2 separate regions of the Mus musculus genome follow, and region 1 is linked to region 2. A link is a contact called in public Hi-C data. All regions are on one chromosome and are shown on one strand. Each heading gives the region's core, a stretch centred on a gene start, on an enhancer-like site or on the middle of the called end of the contact. The rest is flanking DNA. Distances are from core to core; before and after follow the strand shown.

Region 1 (3,882 bases), core at 1,239-3,738, 400 kb before region 2:
CTCTCAGCCCCAGGTTTCAAAGCTCACAAACAACTCTTTGGGCTATTTGACATACATTACATGAATTACAGTTTTATTTCCTTTCAAGACAAAAGCCTACAAGGCCTTTGTTTTAGACCAACAGGCTTCTGCCTCAAGTCAGGAGGGTGAGGAAAAAGTCAGCCATCTTGGAAGTTTGCCACTTTATTACCTAGTCATAGCCTCTCTCTCTGCCTGTCGCCTACCAGGGAGTCTGTCTAAGTCCTCATCCCTCACCATGTCACCCCCTGTCCCACAGTGGTGGTTCTCTATGTCTCCCTCCAAGGTTGCCTTTCCTAGCTTTCTCTCCTCATCCCACGCCATCTCTGAGTTCTTCTCACAAGCTAAGCTGCCTAGATGTGTCTGTACTCTCCTCCCCAATTCACTATTTGCACATCTGCCTGAAAGATCCTCTTTGTCTTCTAGACTCTGTCCCAGCATGCTTCAGCAGCCTGTCTTGTCCCCTGCACTCCTGCCAAGGCCACCAGTGACATCCTAGCTGCTCAGCTTCCTGGCCATCGTAGCCAACAGCCAAGTGTTCCATCTTGCACCTGCATCCAGGATGGCTTGCCCTCCCAGACCCCATTTTCCTTCATCATTGGTTTCCTGGAATGGTCCTTGAGCTCTGTCCCAGCCATAGTCTATCCAACCCTTCTCTCCTCTTGCAGATCCTTCCACACCATTCTTGGATAATCTCCCTCCTGGACCATTGGTCTTTTCTGATGTCGGGTACCCTCAAGCTCACAGTGGCCCATGCTGACCTCATCATTTCCTCCTTCATCGGGTCCCCTCTAAGCTTACTGTCCTCTTGGTCATTCCATATCTACTTCTTGTATGTATGGCCAACTCTATGCCCCTGAGTCCATTCCAGCCTTCCCAGGCATGCACCGCTTCTGTCTTGCCTGCTCTCTTTAGAAGCCTCTATTCCCCTCCCACCTTGTCCTTCCCAGTGTCCTTCAGCCATTCCCACTGCCCCCAGAGCCAAGGTGGCCCAAGTCTGAGCTTAGTGCCAACTACGGCAGTCCTCACACACTGACCTTAACACAGATAGAATCTTGAAGTCTTCTCAGGGTATCCATGGCTTCTAACATATAAACAAATTCCATCACATGGCTCCAGCCTCTGGCCCCTTTGCGACCACCCTAAAAAACCTTTGCACTATGTGTCATTCCCAGTGCCCAAGAGCCTGGCTCCCACTCAGAGCAGCACAGGTATTTTCTCCTTCTGTCTGGGAACCTCAAAGCTCTGTCTGCTTCCATCTGTGCCTACAGTCTTCATCTCCCTTGTCCCTACCACCCTACAGTTATGAGACACCCTCTGCTGTCCTTGAACCACCTGCAGATTCATAGCTGCCCTCTCCTGCTTTCCCAGATCCTTGAGGTCCTAGCTCCTAGAAACTGGCCCCTACATTACTGATCTTTATGGTCCAGCCACTCCACACAGTGCCTCAGAACTTCTCTGCCCCCAGCCTCTAAAGGAAGGAAGAGAACATAATTTTCATTCCTAAATCCAGGCCAAAACTGAGAAAGCAACTCCCTCTCGCCCCCATGTCTTCACCCACCATGAAAAGCAGCCTCCGTTCCTCTAATCCTGCCTCACCGCCTAGTGATCCAGGCCTCTCCTCTCTGCCCAGCACTGCACAGGAAGGCCTGTGACCACCTCCCAGCTTCCCCACAGAAAGGACAGGAGAATTCATGCTCCCAGGACCAAGAGATTCATTCTCCCAGGAGCAAGGTGATTATTTCTCAATCACCTTTCTGCTAGGCTGCAAGAAGAGAGGACAATGAAAGTAGACAGGAAGTGAGGGGAGAAGTTATGGGGAGGGGGGAGTCATGGGGGGAAAGGCGGGAATGATGGGAGGGGCAGAAGTATGGAGTAATCTGCTCAAACTATAGATATGTATTTTACATATGTATGAAAATAGCCTCAAATAACCACCTGTAATCATAACTTTTAAAATTTAAAAGCTCTGATGCCAGATGGTGCCCAGGCACTTAAGTGTCATTTCTCAGCCAGGGCATCACTATCTAGAGCAGTGACTCTCAACCTTCCCAATGCTGTGGCCCTTTAATACAGTTCCTCATGTTGTGGTGACCCCTAACCATACAGTTACTTTTGTTGCTATTTCATAGCTGTCATTTAATTTCGCTACCGTCATGAATCATAATGTAAATGTCTATGTTTTCTCATGGTCATAGGAGGCCCCTGGGAAAGGGTAGTGTAACACCCCCCCCCCAGAGGGGTCATGACCCACAGGTTGAAAGCCACTGGTCTAGAGTCTCCAGTGTCAACCCAAGGAAAGGGAGAATGCTGTGGGGAGAGGAGGCTGCAGTATTCTGGCTCCTCTTGCTCCCTAGTGTACCTCCCACAGATTATCACAGGCACACATGGCAGGAGTTAAATTCTAAGCACCAGTTGGCAGCCAGCATTCCCTGATACTGTCTCCTTCTAACCGTCCTTTCTCATGGCTTCCCAGCCAGGACTGGCACTGTTCACAGGGAGCCTACACCCTGTACTGTTTCTGCGCCTCTCTCTGAGTCCTCACCACCCAGCAAAGAGTTGGCGCCCAAACATGACATATTCCACACTGCAGGTCTGGAGGAGGATGGCTGGCTCCAGCCGCTCTCTCTGCAGTGTGTGTGCTGCCTCCCCTAGAGACCCATAGAATACTGAAGGTGGAGAGTCATCTAAGCTGCTCTGACATCTCTGGGTGCTGATTTCATTAAATAAAAGATATAGATGAGGGAGAGAGAAGCAGAGAGGGTGTCCCTTCATCCTGTGGCATGTATCTGCCCCAAGGGTGGCAGCTGCAAGGCAAGTGGCTGGTTTGTGATGGTCACTCCTCAGATTGAGTGGGTTGAGACTTTTTTCCAGCCCCCCACCAGGCAGCCTCACCTCCACTAGCAGCCGTGCGAAGATACATCAGAGTTCCAGAGGATGGCAGTGGCGGGCGTGGGATTTGGAAAGAAGGGTGAGGCATGAGAAGGGCCAGGCCAGACACGGCTGTTTTAATCTGTTACTAGCACAATCTGAAGGGCTGTGTGTGCATGGGTGTGTGTGGCATGTGTATGTGTGTGCATGTGCATGTTCCTGTGCCTATGCCTATGCATGTGCACACATGTGTGTACGTGCACAAGTGCATGTGCATGTATGTGTGTGCATGTATGAACTTATGCCTGTACCTGTGCATGTGTATGTGTGTGTGTGTGTGTATCTGTGTCTGTGTCTGTGTGTCTCTGTGTGTGAATGTAATTACCTGTGCATGTGTGTGGAGCCAGAGGTCAGTATTATTTGTCTTCCTCAATCATTCACCACCTTACTTTTTCAAGACAAGTTCTCTCACTGGAACCGGATCTGCCTGCTTTGGCTGGCAGCAAGCCCTAGGGATCCTTCCGTGTCTAGCTCCCAGCACTGGGACACATATACCACTCATTGTACTGGCTTCTTACCTAGGGCTGGGGATCCACGCTCAGGTCCTCATGCTTGCGTAGCACGCCTTTGTTAACCGAGCCATCTCCCCCAGCTCCTTGACTGAACTTTTTGTTCTCTTTTTCTCTGGCAATCAAAATCTGGGAAAGGGAAAAAAATGTCTCTTCGAATTCTAGTGCCAAAAATATACCACAGGAGGCTAAGCCAAAACAAAGCACCCCTCATGAAGGTTGCCCCAAATTCAGAGGTCACAGTGGTTTGGGGTAGGGCTCAGTAGAAGAACCATGAAGAAAGAGAGCTAGGCTCGTAGCAGCAGAGAGTGTTTGGGTCCTCATCCTCCGTGCATTCACCTCCAGAGCCCTGGTCCTCCCCTGAGACAGAGATTCGGGAACTGTCCAGTTCTGTGTAGAACAGACAGGGAACCACAACAAGCAG
Region 2 (4,023 bases), core at 481-2,980:
GTTCCCAACCCATCTTCAGTCAACACCCTGACCAAGCCCTCAGCCTCCCATGGCTGATTAGAGATGAAGCCTAAAGGACCCCTAACTGGAGCCCAGGGCCCAAGCTGCAGGGTCATCTTCTCCAAGACAAATCAATTGCGATACTGAGATTAAGACATTGTTCTGAGTAGGTTTTCAATGACTCTGGCCACACAAGCCTTATATGGGTTAAGGGTGGATTTCTGAACTCCTGTGATAGCCCTACCTTAACACAAGTCTTGCCACCTCTTCTAGAACACCCAGAGATCTCAAATCAATTCCCACAAGGTTCTAGAGCAGCAGTTCTCAACCTGTGGGTTGCAACCCTCTTTGCTAAACCTTTCTCTCCAAAACTATTTACATTACAATTCATAGCAGCAGCAAAATTATGACTATGATAGCAATGAAAATTATTTAATAGTTGGGGCTCAACACAACCTGAGGAACTGTATTAAAAGGTCGCAGCGTTAGGGTCTGAGAACCGCTGCCCTAGAGGCTCCAGATGACGACCAAGGAGTGGGAAGAGCAGGAGCTATGAGCTGAGAATGGCACACAGCCCTGCCATCAGTATACATCAGTATACATCAGTATACAGACTAAAGTACTTAAGACCCATGATAAGACCCAAGTGAAGACAGGATTTAAAAGGGAGCTGCTACGGGAAAAACAGTTGCAAATGCTAACCTAGAGTTGGAAGGCCCATTCTCAAGGTACTATTTTAGATAATTAACTATACTAATATTTATATAAAATAATAAAAATAGTATTTTCAATGTTTGTAACAGCTGTGCTTATAAAGGCCAACAGCCACATGATGGACATGAGTTATACTGTACAGTGACTACTTGAGATAGTCTTTCTTTGTAGCCCAGGCTGGCATCTTTTCAGCAATCCTCCTGCCTACATCTCCCAACTTCTGGGGTCACAAATATGCCAATCCACCTTGCCCCAAAAATATTTTAAAAGCTTAGTCGTTTTGGATAGTAATCATTGCATGATTTATGCTTCTCTCTTGTAAGTCAGCGCCAAAACAAGCCTATTATACCTTTCACCAAAAGGACCTGGTGGAGAGCTATAAGGGGCTCACCTGGGGAACCCCCATAATTAACAAAAAATGACTGCAGACTGTAAATCTTCCAGGGACAAATAGAAGATCCACTAATGTCTCCACTTTAAATTACAGGAGAGTGATCATTAAACTAGCTTATTAATTAAGGAGAAATTAATTACCAAGTTATCCATATAGCTCTGAATGTGTGACTTAGGAATGAAAAAAAGAAAGAAAAATTTCTCACCACAAAAATGGCAAAGTCAGTACATGTTGGAGGCATGTTCTGTCCACCAGCTGTTCATGCAGTGCCTAAGTTTTCAGGAAAGAGAAAGCTATGCCAGAACAGAACAAGAAGGAGGAGGAAACAGAGCAAGGCTGGGAAAAGCTCGGCTGTGAAGAATGGAGGAGTCTGGGCTCCCCTCCCCCCAGCATGGCATAAACTGGTCAAGATGGTGCACAGCTGTAATTCTGGCATTAGGAAGTGGAAGTGAGGCTGTCAGATCATCCCTTGCTACTTGGCGAGCTGAAGGCCAGCCTGTTCTACATGAGACACTGCTTCAAAACCAAGCCAACAAAACGGGAGACGTAGGAGAACGGAGAAGCAGAGGCAGCGCAGGCTCCCGAGTAGCTGGAGGTAATTCCCAAGCCAGGAAACAGCAGTCTGCCATCTGAACACCCTGCTGGGATCCAGCCAAGCTGTGAGGTCATCTAAATGGCAGAGGCACTCGATGCATGCTTTAATGCTTACATGCGTCACCTCACACCCACGGGAATGCAGGAAGGGATGACTGACAGAGGGCTTCAGACAGAAGGCTTAGTACAGATGAGAGGAAGAGAAATGAGAATGAGGACTAGATACTCATTTTCAAGGCTTCGAAATGCAGAGTGTGTGGTTGCCAGCCTGCAGGCAACAAGGAACACCCACACTGGTTCTGAGGATAAGAACACTGGGGTGGCTTGCAGGACTCAGGTGTGCTGTGGGTGTGCTGGGGTGGCTCTGGGCTCCAGAGACTGGCTGCTGTCAGTCTACCCTTCCTGTAGGGTAATGCTCACCAGGCTGGCTGTGCGGCAAGACTCTTATTAAAGGGGGAGCGGTGTCTCACAGCTCAGTGACACTGCTGCTACCCCTAACAGTTTCTATTACAGCATGGGATCCTTCTGTGGTCATGTGACTCTGCAAGGGAGTCCTACTGCCAGAACAGGCTTTAAGTCTCTGCTTGTCACCATTCAAACCTGCTCTCAGCTATTCTCAAGTCTAGTTCCTTCCAACTATCCCGCATGACCACCAGCCCTTCTCATTCATAAACACTAGCTGGCCCAATTGCATCCATGTTCCCTAAAAACCTATCTCTAGACCCTTAGAACAGTTTCCCAACTAGAACAAATACTAAGGAAGAAGGTGGCTTTTCCTGCAACTGAGCCCGGAATATTGAACAGGCATTGTGGACCTCTGGGCCTCTGCTTTTCGAAGTCTTGTCAGTGCAAGCCCTGTGAGAGGCTCTGAACAGAGAGCCACCACTGGGGTCCCCAGGCTACCAGCAAATCAAGGGAGGATGGATTGGTGGCCATGGTGAATGGAGACTCTATGGTGACTTACCTTCCTCCTGAGACCAAGATATCTACATACATCTGACTATGCCCATCTTTCCATCTGCCAGTACCTGTATACCAATAAGTTAGTGTGTGTTTATGTGTCTCAATCATTCAAGAAGGCTTGGTTTTCTTCATTTTTAATACTGGGATGAGACTCAAATTCCTAAACATGCCAGGTAAGGATACTACTGCTGAGCTAGCCCTCAGCCTCGACAATATTTCCATTACTCTCTTTAAAAAAAAAAAAAAAGCCCTCTAATCTAAGACACGTTTAAAAAGCCACACTGTAATTTCTCCTGGCAAGGCCTTTTGAGTTTTTCCTAAAGTAATGAATGGTAGTCTGAACTCTTAATCTGAGATTCAGTTCTTGTCTGTATTCTTTTTATCTCGTTGTATTAAAACAAATTTATCTTCATTTATGTCGCAATTACCTATTAGGGTTGTTAATTTGCTGGAAATGAAGCTATTGTTTAATTGCTCCTATTAATCGGGGATTTAAATGCCGACTGTAATAAACAGTTACCTTCAGGACGGAGCAAAGTCAAGGCTGGGGACATTAATTTCAGAATTTTAGAACGAGGGGAAATTTCTGCATCCAGGGCCACTGGATTTCCTGTTCACAGAAACAAGTGGAAGAATACTGAATACTCACAAGAGAGATTCATGGGGTCAATACAGTCTGTTTGCTTCTTTTTACACGTGTAACAAATTGTCATGTAAAATAACTGATTGTGACAAAGGGATAGGAGAGCAAGCTACAGGAAACACGCCCATCCCCCCCCCCTTCTCATGTCTCTACAGCACAAGGCTCCTAAAAGTTTTATCTCAATGTAGGTAACTGGAAATGGGCATGTGTGGTCATCCTGAGCATCACTGTACCAGCGGGGATGGATGGTACTGCAGACAGGCCACCTGGGTGCTAGCTGAAGAGGGACAAGGTAAGCATTCACTGCTCTGAAAATGAGTCTTGCCTCGCCATTTCCCAGCTGGGACTGCCTTTGGCTGGTTCTATCTCAGCCAAGATGGATGTGGATGGAGCTTCAGTGGGCAGAGCCCTGTACAGCGCTCTTCTCCAACACTTGCCAGAAAAGGGTGCTTGCCAAGCAAGCAGACTCATGGGCGTCCTTTAGGGTAACATCTCAGGCCCTAGTCTGTTCCCTGTGCAGAGAAAATAAGGTCTGCAGTCAGGGGCGCACTTAGATGCTGGTGGGTCCTCCAGCTGTTCCCCCAGTTGTCTTCCTCAGCATCTCAGCTGACTGACATCTGCACCCCCTTTTCTCACACAACCACCACACCCCTGAATGTCTGCAAATCCTAATTGGTTTTGTCAGGATTCTTCTCTAACCCTGGACTTTCAATCT

Evidence for each region. A called contact is a pair of places that touch in the nucleus more often than the background predicts.
Region 1: a Hi-C map of cerebral cortex shows a contact between it and region 2, with 5 times the contacts expected there. The contact joins two enhancer-like sites. A contact is called at or near these places in 1 of 15 datasets of contacts at CTCF or cohesin (the NIH/3T3 cell line), 26 of 484 Hi-C or Micro-C datasets (3T3-L1-derived adipocytes, B cells, the Ba/F3 cell line and 20 more), 3 of 115 datasets of contacts at active chromatin or transcription factors (astrocytes, embryonic basal ganglia and embryonic forebrain) and 1 of 9 other capture datasets (embryonic stem cells).

What each region holds. Positions count from the first base shown.
Region 1 is chr1:90,053,812-90,057,693 of GRCm38.p6, reverse strand. All of the region lies in intron 15 of Iqca (IQ motif containing with AAA domain), which reads left to right. Among named protein-coding and RNA genes, the nearest start is that of Asb18, 41 kb to the right of the region's middle. Within about 2 kb of position 2,488, at least 12 of the 459 cell types and tissues checked have an H3K27ac peak or open chromatin away from gene starts, as enhancers often do. A contact at or near this core is called in cerebral cortex, where this site is marked.
Region 2 is chr1:89,654,593-89,658,615 of GRCm38.p6, reverse strand. All of the region lies in intron 6 of Agap1 (ArfGAP with GTPase domain, ankyrin repeat and PH domain 1), which reads right to left. Among named protein-coding and RNA genes, the nearest start is that of 4933400F21Rik, 27 kb to the left of the region's middle. Within about 2 kb of position 1,730, at least 56 of the 459 cell types and tissues checked have an H3K27ac peak or open chromatin away from gene starts, as enhancers often do. A contact at or near this core is called in cerebral cortex, where this site is marked.